Linked DNA regions of Mus musculus: region 2 is linked to region 1. A link is a contact called in public HiChIP or PLAC-seq data. All regions are on one chromosome and are shown on one strand. Each heading gives the region's core, a stretch centred on a gene start, on an enhancer-like site or on the middle of the called end of the contact. The rest is flanking DNA. Distances are from core to core; before and after follow the strand shown. Region 1 overlaps Gm31816 (a long non-coding RNA gene). Region 2 overlaps Cadm1 (cell adhesion molecule 1).

Region 1 (6,145 bases), core at 2,366-4,865:
GCGGCTGGACTCATTAGCCTAGCAAGCTGCCCTCTTGCCTTGAAGACCATGGAGACCCATCCATGAAGCTGCAGGCAGGAAGGCCGTGCTGGACATCAGGGCCCTCTCCCTTTCCCAGCATCTTTTCCTGCCTATTCCTGAGACCTTCCAGTTTCTGGCAGCCCCGGTTATGAGGAAAGGCCTGGAAAGGGGAGCAAAGGAAGAGGGTATGACAGGTGACAAGCCCTTGCTTTTCAGAGTCCTTTCTAATTTCCATCATGCTCCCTCTTGGCACTGAGGCTTGGATCGTCCTCAGTCTAGGAGACACTCTCAAACTCTAAAGAGGGGTTTGCCTTTGCTACCTTGTAAAAGATAGCCAGGACTATGACAAGCACAGACCAGGGAAAGTCTCCCTGCCGGCTCCTCCCCGCCCCGTCCCCACCCACCATCTTCCATCTTTCTTCTTTCCCAGCAGCCAGAATGGAATATGCTGATTCGAGAGTCTGGTGCCCTTGCCTGAAGCCAGGGGGCCAAGGAGCAGCAGCTGCTGGGGAGGAGCATGGGTAAAAGGAGCCGCACCAATGGAGCCTTCGTTTAAATAAAGAGCAGGGGAGCATTGTGCTCCATTGATTACGATTTTTTTTTTCTGAATGTTGTGACATTTGCAGGAAGGCTAATTTATTCAAGCATGGAAATCTTTAAAAACTTAATTAAGTTATTTCTGTGATTTTCCATGCCTTATTGTTTCGAGTTCACATTTACTTTCATCCTTGTTAATAAAAAAAAATAATAATAATAAAAATGGGGAGGGGGTGGAGAGGAAGGAAAGAGAAGAAATGAGCCCTCCAGCACCTTCCGGACTGTGTTTGATGCTCTGTTCTCCAACATGAGGTCTCAGAGCAGCTGGGGCTTATGGAGTAGGAATGTCTCCTTCAGGGTCAGGCTCCAGGCCCCAGGCCCTTGGAGATGAGTTCTCCCAGTCCCTTTGTCTAATGGAGAACCCAGCTTCATCCTGAGGGCATTGGCATAAGCAGAGGTAAGTATAAACCATGGTGAGTCTCACAAGGGACAATGTCATCCTGCCATTTGGTGATTGTTCTCCAAAGCAGACTGGGTACTGCACTCTGGAGGGTGTCCCGGGATGGAATGACTAGGGTAGCCTGATGAATGGCAAGAGCAGAATCCAAGAAGCAGGACCCCATCCTCCAAGAACCAGACGTCATTCATACAGGCGTGACCATAAAGAATTGCTTTTCTCTCTAGCCTGAACCCAGAGTCCCTAGGGCCTTTGTCCATTCCTATCTCCAGCAGGTAGTGCCAGGAGTAGCCATGGAACCTCACGCAGTGATGGATTCAATGTAGATCCTACCTGAGTCACTAGGGATCTCAGAGCAAGAGGGATCTCAGATGCTGAGGTAGGTATGGGACAGAGCCAAAGGAGAGACTTAAATGAAAACACAGTCAGGATTCCTACCAGGAAAATAAAGTCTATGCTGTCAGAGAGAATAGGTAGGTCTACCTATACTCAACTTTCATTTCCACAAAGGCATACCTGACAGGATTCTGGAGTCAACGTGGCTCCACACTGAAGAATTGAGAAGTGGGTTGGCTGGAGGCTGAGTTGGAAAGAAGGCCACTCTAGAGTTTGATGCTGGGAAGGATCTGGTTAGAACAGGTTAAGAGGAGGCAATTACTCTCAGCTGCCAATGCAGAAAGACAAAGGGGAAGTATTTAAGCACGGGGCAATGGGGAGATTTCAGGCTAGGCTCACTACCTTCATCCCTGGGCTTGCCTAGAGAAAACTTCCAGGAAGGTGACAAACCCAGAGCAGACAACATTAATATTCTCTACTGGGGGGAGGGGGGCTTCTTGATGTCCTTTATTTCACTCCCTCTAACTTCTCTGGAGTATCAGCTCTCTGAGAAAACATAAAAATATTCCTGTTATCTACATGGGGCTATGCATTCTGCCCCAATTCCTAAATGTATTATCTGCTCTAAGTCATAAGTTGACTGCCTCTGCTGGGACCAGAACCCAGGTCATCTGTATGCCAATGGCATTTGCATGTATTATTTTTAAGTCATTAGTCTCTGCCTGATATTCTGAGTCAAAGAGTTTAATAGGAGAAATTTATGGCTTGTCTCCTCCAATCAACACAATAATTCATGGTTGTGTTGCGTGTGCTACACTAATGGAGATTGCTTTCAACTGGGTGTAGGGTGTTTTAATCCCCCTTCAATTCATTAGCCAGTTCCTCCCGAAGCATTGAGAAGAACAGCAGCTATTTCCTTCTACCCAGGCTGGCTGCTAACACAGTGGGTCTCCAAGTGGGGTCCCCTAAGAGGCCTGCAGGTGGTCTGCGTGCTAAGCCAAATGGAAAGTTATACAAAGTGCTTTTTCTTCAAGCAGATCCCCAGAGCAGATTTGAATCTACATTAAAAAGGCCCAAATTGAACATTTTCAAAACTATAAGCACTTTAATGGTTATTTTTACATTTGCAGAAGTAAGATGATTTTTAAGGTGTTTGTACCGACAAGAGATAGGTGTGCAGTACCTAGAGCCCAGACCCTCTGCTGCTGAGCATGGCTGAGAGTGGGGTGTTCAGAGTCTGCTGTGTTAGGTTGTCTGGGCATGTATTCGCTTCTTAAGAAAGACAGCCAAAGTGCCAGAGTTCGGCTGTCAGTCCCTCCATCTCTTCCCAGGCTCAGTAGTAAATAAAGCGCCTCATCTCCAGCAGATTCCGTGTACTGTTGTGGGTAGCAATGTAGATCTCTGTTTATGTTATATCACTCCAAGCCTGGATGTTCTGTGTGGTGCCCAAGCTTATCTCCTAAGAACCTGACAACCAGGAGAGAGAGAGAGAGAGAGAGAGAGAGAGAGAGAGAGAGAGAGAGAGAGAGACAGAGACAGAGACAGAGAGACAGAGACAGAGAGACAGAAGAGAGAGAGAGTCAGAGACAGAGAGAGAGAAAGAAAGTCGGGGGAGGGGGGCTCTCAAGCCTCCATAGGTGAGGGAAGAGAAAAGAGCAACAATCAACAGAAGACACTGTGGGCATGTTAGCCTTGGTTGAATTCACTCAGTGAGAAGAGTTGAATACACTCAGTGAGAAGGGGAATGAACAGGAGAAGGGATTTCTCTCTAAGCCCATTGAATCCCCACTCTCTGCCATGCCCAGCACTCCAGTGTCATCAATATCACTCATAAGCCCTTTAACAAGATGTTTAGTTCTTGGGCTGCTCACTGGCTCTCAGGTAAACTGTTTTTGTTTCCTGCATGTCCTGCCTTGTCCCATCCAGGATTTTAGGCAGCTCCTCACACCATCTGGTAGACCTCCAGACCCTCTATATGTTATGTCCTCTTCACATTAGAACAAAAACAGAGTCCTTTGTCTTTTTATCTCCTCAGCACCATAAGCTAGACTCTAGAATTCTCCACAGTCTTGATCTGACCTCCTCCTTCTCCCCAGTCCTGTTTTGGTTGTTCTTAAACCATGGCATGCAATCAAACTGTCTAAGGGTTTGTAGAAGCAAAACATTGGCCTAGGACCAGAGCTGTTGACTCAGTGGGTCTTGGGGGGACCTAAGACTGTGTTTTCCTAACAAATTCCCAAGTGATGAGAGAACTCACTGCCTGGCATGAGTCATGTCTACGCCAGGCAGCTTTTGAGCATGCTTGCAAGCATCCTTCTGTGTTGTGCATCCAGGGCCACTCGGGTGGTAATGATCTCCTTATCCACAGTGACAGAGTCAAAAGGATCCCCCATTCTGCCTGAATGGCACATCAGGCTCAGCCACTCCCCAACTCCCCCCCCCCCCCACATGCCGGTGGCTTTTTCTCTCTTCTCTTCTCCCACTCTCTGTGTCTTCCCATCCATCTCTGTCTGCCAGATTCTCACATCCAGGCTTCCGCTGGCATCTCTCCATCATCCTCATCCATCTAACTGGGTGGATATTTACATTTCTAGAGCCCAGTTGTGTTGTCATGGTTCTTCCTCCTTCAGCCAAACAAGGATTTTTCTCTCAAATCTACTTACAGGCTAATAGGGGGTGGGGTGGGGTGCTGTCCCCCAATCTGAGGAACCTCACTTGAGACTGTTTATTTTTTTAAGAACAAAGAGTGACTGTGGCAGGAAGAGGGGGCAGACAATCCCATGCCGTACCTTTGCCCACAGATATCTCTCTGGCCTGCTTCTTCCTATTCAGGGACAGGCTAGAAAATAAACAGGCCATTTGGTTTGGTCCTATTGATCCTTTGTAATCATACAAGGCTGACTTGGAAACACTCCCAGAGGCCCTGTCATCAGCATTTATTTGCAATTCTTAATGAAAGGGTATATATTATCATATATATTCATATATATATATATATATATATTCCTCCCTGGAGCATTCAGCCTTTAAATTTTTTATTTTATTCATTGAGTTAGTGTAAGCTACCCCAAATTCAATACATAGAAAAAGATGAATGACCTTGAATGTTCCTGAACCACCTGCCCCCACTTCCTGAGTGTTACATCATAGCAAGCATATGCCTTTGATCCATGAGAAGTGGGATGACGGATGCTAGAGGTAGAGAACATGGACCCTGGTCTGGATTGAACCCCAGCTCTAACCATCCCTTGTGAAATATGTGGTCACATACATGTGCCACACCTCATTAAGTTCCAGTGTCCCCATCTGCAAAATGGGCACGGTACTCCAATGTCCAGAGAGCTAAGTGGAATGGTCACCCAGCATTTAATCACGCTCTCGCCTCCTATATAAATGGACTCAATAAAAGCTACATCATCACCCTCCCTGCATGCCATGCCCTTGGAGCCTCAGAGTCTGGGGACAGATTGAGATGAATCACTTTCTAGTCCCCAGACTAGAGAAGCTGGAGTGTCTTAGGTAGACAACAGTCCTCCATTTTGCTCAGTGCAGTCAATCCCCAGCACTTAAGTTAAAAGCTTTGTGCCTCCGGTTTTTGTCTTGTTTTGTTTTTTAAATAGAAAAAAAAAATCCTATTCTTGTCTGTCCAGTGTTTTTCCAGCAAAACAGCAAGTCAGCAGTATAATTCTCCTTGGTCAGCAGAATGCCTGTTTCGGTGGGAGAAAGTTAGGGACTTGAAGAGACTCTAACAAGAGGGGAAGTGAGGGTTTGCCTGGGTGCTGCCAACTTTTTAGGTCGCCCAGAGATTCTGGATAAATTTCTTCCCTTCTGTGTTCCTTCTTCTCCCCCTACCCCAAACCCCTATCACCTCCTTAAAGGCAAACCAAGCATCTTCAGGGGGCCAGAAATGGACACACATGTAGGAAGAGAGCTTAATGAAATCCATTACAGTGTATGCTAACCTGAGAATTCAAACAAAATACTCAGAAATATTAGAAAAAGCAGGACAGGGAGATAGCTCCATCAGTATTGTTATGCTAGGATGGGGACCTGAATTCATTCCCTAGCCTTGAAGTTAAAAGAGCTAGGGATGAACTGTGGCCCTAGCACTGGAAGGCTGGACTACACTTAAGGGATGCTACCCAGACAGTCTAGCCTAATCAGTAAACCCCAGATCTTAATGAGAGATCAAAAACAAAAATCAAACAAAAAACCAGGGTGGATGAGTCCTAAGGAACACCCACCTGAGGCTTACAAGCACACACATGCAGAAGGAAAGCAAGAGACCGACCAACAGACAGACAGACAGACAGACAGACAGAGACAGACAGACAGAGACAGACAGACAGAGACAGACAGACAGAGACAGAGAAAGACAGAGAGATAGAGAAGGGGAGAAGGAAGGAAGGGAGGGAGGGAGGGAGGGAGGGAGGGATGGAGGGAAGGGAGGGAGTGGGTGGTCAGTTCTAGCCATAACCAGGAGTCTAATGAACACTCTGATAGAAGTTGCACTATTGTGTCTTTGAGAAGTTACCTCCCAGGGCCTCATTATCTGGCCTCCACGGGGGAGAACATAAGGGTCACATCACCATCCACCCACCACCAACAATATGATTTCTGGGAATGTCCTATCCAAAATGATTAAGATCACGAACCACAAGGAGGAGCATACGGAGAGCCCTGGTGGCCATTTTTCACCCTCAGCCACCCTTACTTGTATGATGGCTGTTTCACGGAGACCATGGAAGCATACAATGAACAGTGTGAGAAGTCTATCACTGTCTATCAGCCAGG
Region 2 (6,814 bases), core at 3,699-6,198, 390 kb after region 1:
TGAAGGTGTAGGTTTTCTTATATCAAGGTACATTCTTTGGAGAATGAGCATTCCTAATGGCTAATCTAATTAATTCTTAGTGGCACAACACAGGGCAAAGGGGATTGAAGGTGCGTGGTACTTGGCTTCCTTATGTTTTGTACGAGGTCCTTCTTAGGCAGTTATGTCTCATCAGTAGTCCAGAGGCATAGGCATCGTTAACCTTAGTGAAGAGTTTATTAGAAGCCATTGTTAGAACTTGTTTTTGAATAATATGACTCTAGTATTTCAATGAGAGGCATTAGCTGCACTCAGGCTTCATAGGCAGCAGATAAGGAGAGCCTGCAAGGAGAGTGTTTGAGTGTGTGATTTAGGGGCAGGAATTTTATGCACTCATGTCATTTGGGGTGCGCATGTGTTCCCCTCCACCATATACAGTGGGAAGACATGAGACCAAGCCTCCCACCCACAATTAAATTTGCATCTTGGAGTTGCTTCTTTTCCAACCAGATGCAGATGTTGTAAGGAACCTTACAGTCATACATAATGGCTGGTAGAGATCATTCAGGGACCATGTAAACAAAACTCAGATCAGTCCGTATATTCACACTGCAAATGTGTATTCGCAGGTACAATGTGAGTTAACCATTTTGACTGACTGTGTGACTGGTAGGTCAGCTGTGGTCTGGGCACAGCTTCAAGCCTACTTATCTCAGGCAGGAGAGTACCCATCCTTACATGTCCCCAAATCTGTCAGTAGCTCCAGTTTAAAAGTCCTATTTTGTTAATGACCTCTCTCAGACAAGCACAGCTACTCTGGCTGAGTGAGCGTGGTATGGAGGATGAATGCTTCCCTTCGTAGGTGCTGGCGTTTCTATTTTCTTACCCTGGCCTTTGATGCCCCTTACCCCAGCCCCATTGCTGAGGCTGCTACTGTTGTTGCTGCTGCTTCCTCTTCCTCTTCCTCTTCCTCTTCCTCTTCCTCTTCCTCCTCCTCCTCCTCTTCTTCCTCTTTTTTGTTGTTGTTGTTCTTATTTGTTGCAGGAAGAAGTGGAACACTCTCAATTATAGTTTAATTATACTTTAAAGCCAAAGCTGGATATAGAATGACTGCTACCTTTGTACTCAATAAATAATGGCAGTAATTGCCATGGGAACTGTAAATATATCAGGTTACAATCATTTGCTGTTCAATTAAAATACCTCACCCCAACCCCTTCCCCCCTCCCCCCCAAAAAAATCTCTTGTTGGGTCTTTTGAGCAGGCTGCGGGATCCCTGTAAGATTCTAGAGCAGGACAACCTTTTTTAAAAGGCTCAAGGTCACAGTTGTCAGTCTTCTTTGAAAGTGTGTGTGAATTGCCTCGCTGATTCTTTGATTTTGCCTCGAGACTGCGACTGAGGTCTGTCTAGGGGTTGTGCTGACAGCTGGCCCAAATGAGTACAGTTCCCATTCTGTGCGATCAGCACGATCGGAGATTGCAGAGGATGCCTGTGCCCTTGAGGAGTTAGTCATGGAATGTAAGGAACTGTCAACAGGAAACGTATCCAGCTTTGAAAGATTTTCATGTGTTGCAGTTGCTTAACCTGCATGCCTTTTGGGTGTCAGCATTTCATCCCTGCTCCACCCGGGATGTATGTGTGTCGCTTTCTCCCTCACTGGAATCACCCATCGGATGCCGTCCATGTACAGAGCTCTCACTCCTGTTCATAATGGCGTTAGCAGTGTTATATTGAAGTTTTGGCAAATGCTTCATTTCATTGAACACCCAAGATCTTGAGACTCATCAGCAGCATAATCTGCTTTCGTGCGATTCTGGTTCTGGGGCAGCCTTAAAGTCAGCAGAAAGTCCGAGTTGCTTTCAGATTGTTCATTTGTACTGTACTTACACTTAGATGAGTTGACTCCTTTTAGACTCTTTAATAACAACTGTAATATCAATGTCAGCTTTGAGTATGTGACTTAAGCAAATGTCAGAGTAGCAGGTGTATTATTTTATTTCCAGAGAAAGGCTCACTTACACTCTCTTCTATGTGATTAACGCTTCTGGCCCGCTGACTGCAGAGTTTGACCCAGCAGTGCCTGGCAGATAATAAGCGTACAGTGAATGGATACAACCGTCATTGTGACTGTTATTCAAGGCTCTCAAAAATATATTTGAGCAAAGGACACTTAGAAGCTGAAATGTCAGGTTATTGTGAGGTAAGTAAAGAACAGTGGGCGGAGCCTGTGGGCTGTGACCTGTGGGCTGTGACATTCTGTTATTTCCATGAAGCTCAAACTTAACCTTCATAGGCAATGCTTGGCATGAGCTTTTTTTGTGACTTCTGTCATATTTAAACTCAATAAACTTAGACCATTCAGCAAAGATGGGGCTAACATCCCTGTATCTTACTCATGTTCTCAGAAGTCGTGGTCCTATGGTGAACACAATGAGTGCTGTGTTTCCACTGATTAGGACTAATGCTTAGGACTCGTGGCTTGTTAATGGCTGCTTGAAACTGCAGGATATAGTGTAATTAAGGGAGGGATTTGTTTCTGTGGTGAACGTTGTGTTTTGTTTTGTTTTGAACATTCTTACCCCTCCCTGCCTCTTTTGTAGGGCTAGACCACATCCAGGACATTGCACAGGCTAGACCACATCCAGTACATTGCACAGGCTAGACCACAAGACCTCTGCCATTGAGCTACTTCCTTGACCTTTTCTAATGAAGCTTTCAGTGCGATTCCATCATGTCGAGTCTTGGTCTTGGGCTAATTGTCTATAACTCTTGTTCTATTCTTATTGAAGTCCCTACTATGTGCCAACTGTTATACTTGGTGTTTAATGTAATTGGATTAGTTAGAAACGTAAGAAGTTTAACATGAAAATGAAAGAAGTTGATTTGTTTTTAATTATGTATATATGTGTGTGCTTACGGTGTAGGCGCATGTGTATACATGGATACAGGTTCTTTCAGAAGCCAGACAAGGCTGTTAGAGCCCCTGGAGCTACAGTCACAGGGAGGTAGGGCTAGCTACCCTGTATGAGTTTTGTGTCCTCTGGAAGAGCACTACCTGCTCTTAACTGGTGAGCCATCTCTCCAGCCCCCCCCCCCCCCCAGAAGTATTTTTATACAACTTTTATATCCTGACATTGCCTAGTAGTCTAGTAAAGGGAGTAGCGCTCCCTGCCATCTGCAGCGCATGTCTACCAGAAGCTCATGCCTCGAAGCCGTCTACTTGGTCACTCAGCTGGAAATCTCTGTCTCCATAGGCGCAGCAGCTAGGCCCTACAACATCTGCAGAACAGTTTCTCAGACACTTCTGCCATCTCCTGACAAGCCACACAGATGTGCCTCGCAGCTTGTAGTATATTTAAGGAGTGCTGTACACATACATATGCATACACACATATGCATTTATCTGAAGGGAGGGAGGGAGGAGAGGGGAAGGATGGAAAGCACACTCATGCGCATTATCCCAAAGAGTCTGCTTTGATGATTGATTGAAGATTGCTCATCTTGGTTTGTTTGCTTGATATGGGCAGCACAAAGCATCTATCTTTATGTCCCGACAGTAAACACAGTGCTTGGTGTGAAGCACTCAGTGGGGATCAGAGGCCGTGACTGATGCGGAAATGGTGCTTAGCATGATGTGTTTGTGAAGCTGACTCTTGGAACCATGGCTAACTTCCTATCAATTCACCCCCCTGGGATGCATAGGGATAAGTTGGACTGGAGAGATGGCGTCTGAGGGAAAGGCCTGGACCCGGTATACGGTCAGATGGATCTGGTGATTGTTTCTGTTCTTTGTGTTCAAAAATTATTGATGGTCGTTATTAAGTAGAGTAAAATGAACCAGATGGAAGATGCTGTGCTATATACAGCTCCTTTCTGTCAAATTCCCTCAAGTGGCGATTTGACTTCCAGGGAGGCCAGGTGTGTCTGGTGAGATGGGGTGTATGTGGGGAAGAGGGGCTCCAGGTAAAGCCTGGACTGCCTTGAGGTGCTACTGATTTTTAGCATCTTGATTGTGATTCTGTATGGATATTAGAACCTGCTATCTTAGTATTGTACACACTTGGAATGTATACACCAGTAATGCTGCTAAAGTGAAATCTTGTGGGGCTGGAAAGAGATGGCTCAACAGTGTTTGCTGTTACTGTACAGGGCCAGAGTCTGGGTCCCGATACCCATAATTGGTGGCTCACAACCATCTGTAACTCCTACTCCAGTGAATCTGACCCCTTTTCTGGCCTCTGTGGGTGCAAAATACATAACCATTTGCCCCACATAAATATTTTTAAGAACATAATTTTGCATAGCATTGAGTAGTTAAAATCAACTGGTTACTCTTTATCTCAGTACCAGACTAGATACTCCAAGAAGACCGGCCCCTCTGTTCTCAGTGGTCAGCCAGTGAGAGGTACTTACCGAGGATTCAGCAGTAGGTTGAATGGAGAGACAGACATATAGTTGAACAGGTATAGACAGCTGCTGTGCACTTACCACAGACCACAGATTAAACTAAAAATATGTTATGAATCATCACATTTCTGAGAGACATTTTTATTACTTCCATTTGGTAGACAAGGAAAACAAAGCGCAGTGCAGTAAATGCCATGCCCTGAACCACCAGCCAATCAGTGGAGGGAGCCGTGGCATCGAGCCCGTCGGACTGAAAGTCCATGGTATTAACCTCTGCACTCAGACCCATTGGCATTTCTTTATGGTCTGCGTGACAGGGACTTTTATGAAGCTGTGACAGGAAAATCTACAAGGATATAAGACTCAGTTGCCAGCACCCCTCTTTCAACCCGAGGAATTAAGGAAAGGGGGAACAGATGTGAGCGAGCTGAGCATCTTTAGGGAAACCCCTGTCCTTTTATTTCCATTCCCAGGAGTTTTAGTGCAAAGTTGCCTTGTCTTGTATGGCTCCCCTTATGCACACTGGAACCTGAATGTGAAGCAGGTTAGGTTAGAGCCTTGCATAGCATGGCTTTCTGCCAAGAAATCTAGCAGAACCTTCTGGAAGCCCTGAAGGACATTCTTTCTCCTCCCCATTGTCACTTTTCATGTTCCTGTGCCAGGAGGGGGATGAAAAGAACACACATTTCAGTTGTCTGTGCAGTTGTAGGGTGTTTGGGGTCCCCCAAATGAGTGGTTTATTTTAATAGGCCGATATTAAACTTTCAAACAGGGATTATGAAATATTTGCATTGTAACAGTGTAACACAGTTGGAATGTACTCCAGACTCCTTCTGCTTTCAACGCTGTCTTTCAAGAATGATGGAAGAGAAAGAATGTTTACATTTCTGAAAATAATACTTGAGGTTTTCAGCAGGCAATTGTGTTTTTCCTTAGAAGCTGTAAAACATTGCTTTATCTCGTCTGTGGATAGTTATAGAACCCCAGACTTCAAATCACAAATACGAGTTATAAATTTAACAGTCCTGGCTCCCCATTATTTTTTATGTATGATTATATGGGTGTCACACTGGGTTTCGTACAGACTGCTGTTTTTCCTATAAGTGTTCCTTTTGAAAAATAACTTGGAATATTTCACATCTTTCTTTTTAAAATTTGTTTGTAGGGGAAATAGAATATTTCATTTATTTTATTGGATTCATCACCCATTGATACTGCTCTATTTGTTTATTCAAAAAACTTAAGTCTGCACTGTGTGCTGTGTGTGATAGGTGCTGGCGGCCTAGGAGGAATATTTGTGGAGGGTACCTAACCAATGCTGGGAATTGGGTCTCTCCTGTGGCTTTGCTTGCGGGACTATTAGGTAGACCAGAATTGCTAATGCTTGGTAGTTCTGTCCAAATCTCAGGTACTTCGATCAGGCCGCCTTGTCCTGATCACACCCCTGTGTGTGTGATGTGTATGTATGTTCTCCCATATACGGGCTCACAGGAGTGTGGATTCACATGCATATGGGTATGGAGGCATGGAGGCCAGAGGAGGACAGTGGTTGTTCTTCATCACCCTATGCCTGATTGACTGAGGCAACGTCTTTGCTAACCCAGAGCTCACCAGTTTGGCTAGTCTCACTAGCCAGATTCTTCTGGGGGATCCTCTGTCTCTGCCACCCCTGCCGTCTTAGATTGCTCATACCCACTCAGCGATCTGAACTGGGGTTCTCATCCTTGCACAACAGACTCACAGCACTGCCCTCATTCCTTATTTTACAAAATGTGGTAGTAGTTTCTTATCTTTTGTTTTTTTGTCTTTGGTTTTTTTTTCGAGACAGGGTTTCTCTGTGTAGCCCTGGCTGTTCTAGAACTCATTCTGTAGACCAGGCTGGCCTCGAACTCAGAAATCTCCCTGCCTCTGCGTCCCAAGTGCTGGGATTAAAGGCATGTGCCACCACTGCCGTGTTTGCTTGCTTGCTTCCTTTCTTGCTTCCTTTCTTCCTTCCTTTCTTTCTTTCTTTCTTTCTTTCTTTCTTTCTTTCTTTCTTTCTTTCTTTCTTTCTTTCTTTCTTTCTTTCTTTCTTTCTTTCTTTCTTTCTTTCTTTCTCCCTTTCTTTCTTTCTTTCTTTCTTTCTTTCTTTCTTTCTTTCTTTCTTTCTTTCTTTCTTTCTTTCTTTCTTTCTCCCTTTCTTTCTCTCTTTCTTTCTTTCTTTCTTTCTTTCTTTCTTTCTTTCTTTCTTTCTTTCTTTCTTTCTTTCTTTCTTTCTTTCTCTCTCTCTCTTTCTCTCTTCCTTCCTTCCTTCCTTCCTTCCTTCCTTCCTTCCTTCCTTCCTTCCTTCCTTCCTTCCATTCATTCAGAATTATTTATTTATTTTATGTGTATGAGTACACTTCTTCAGACACACCAGAAGAGGGCATCGGATCCCATTACAGATGG

The links. HiChIP or PLAC-seq counts read pairs in DNA pulled down with a chosen protein or histone mark.
Region 2: a contact with region 1 is called in a FOXA1 HiChIP or PLAC-seq map of pancreatic cancer cells. The contact joins two enhancer-like sites. A contact is called at or near these places in 2 of 115 datasets of contacts at active chromatin or transcription factors (embryonic basal ganglia and pancreatic cancer cells).

Annotation. Positions count from the first base shown.
Region 1 is chr9:47,280,361-47,286,505 of GRCm38.p6, forward strand. All of the region lies in intron 3 of Gm31816 (a long non-coding RNA gene), which reads right to left. Among named protein-coding and RNA genes, the nearest start is that of Gm39332, 40 kb to the left of the region's middle. Within about 2 kb of position 3,616, at least 13 of the 459 cell types and tissues checked have an H3K27ac peak or open chromatin away from gene starts, as enhancers often do. A contact at or near this core is called in pancreatic cancer cells, where this site is marked.
Region 2 is chr9:47,670,348-47,677,161 of GRCm38.p6, forward strand. All of the region lies in intron 1 of Cadm1 (cell adhesion molecule 1), which reads left to right. Among named protein-coding and RNA genes, the nearest start is that of Cadm1, 140 kb to the left of the region's middle. Within about 2 kb of position 4,949, at least 22 of the 459 cell types and tissues checked have an H3K27ac peak or open chromatin away from gene starts, as enhancers often do. A contact at or near this core is called in pancreatic cancer cells, where this site is marked.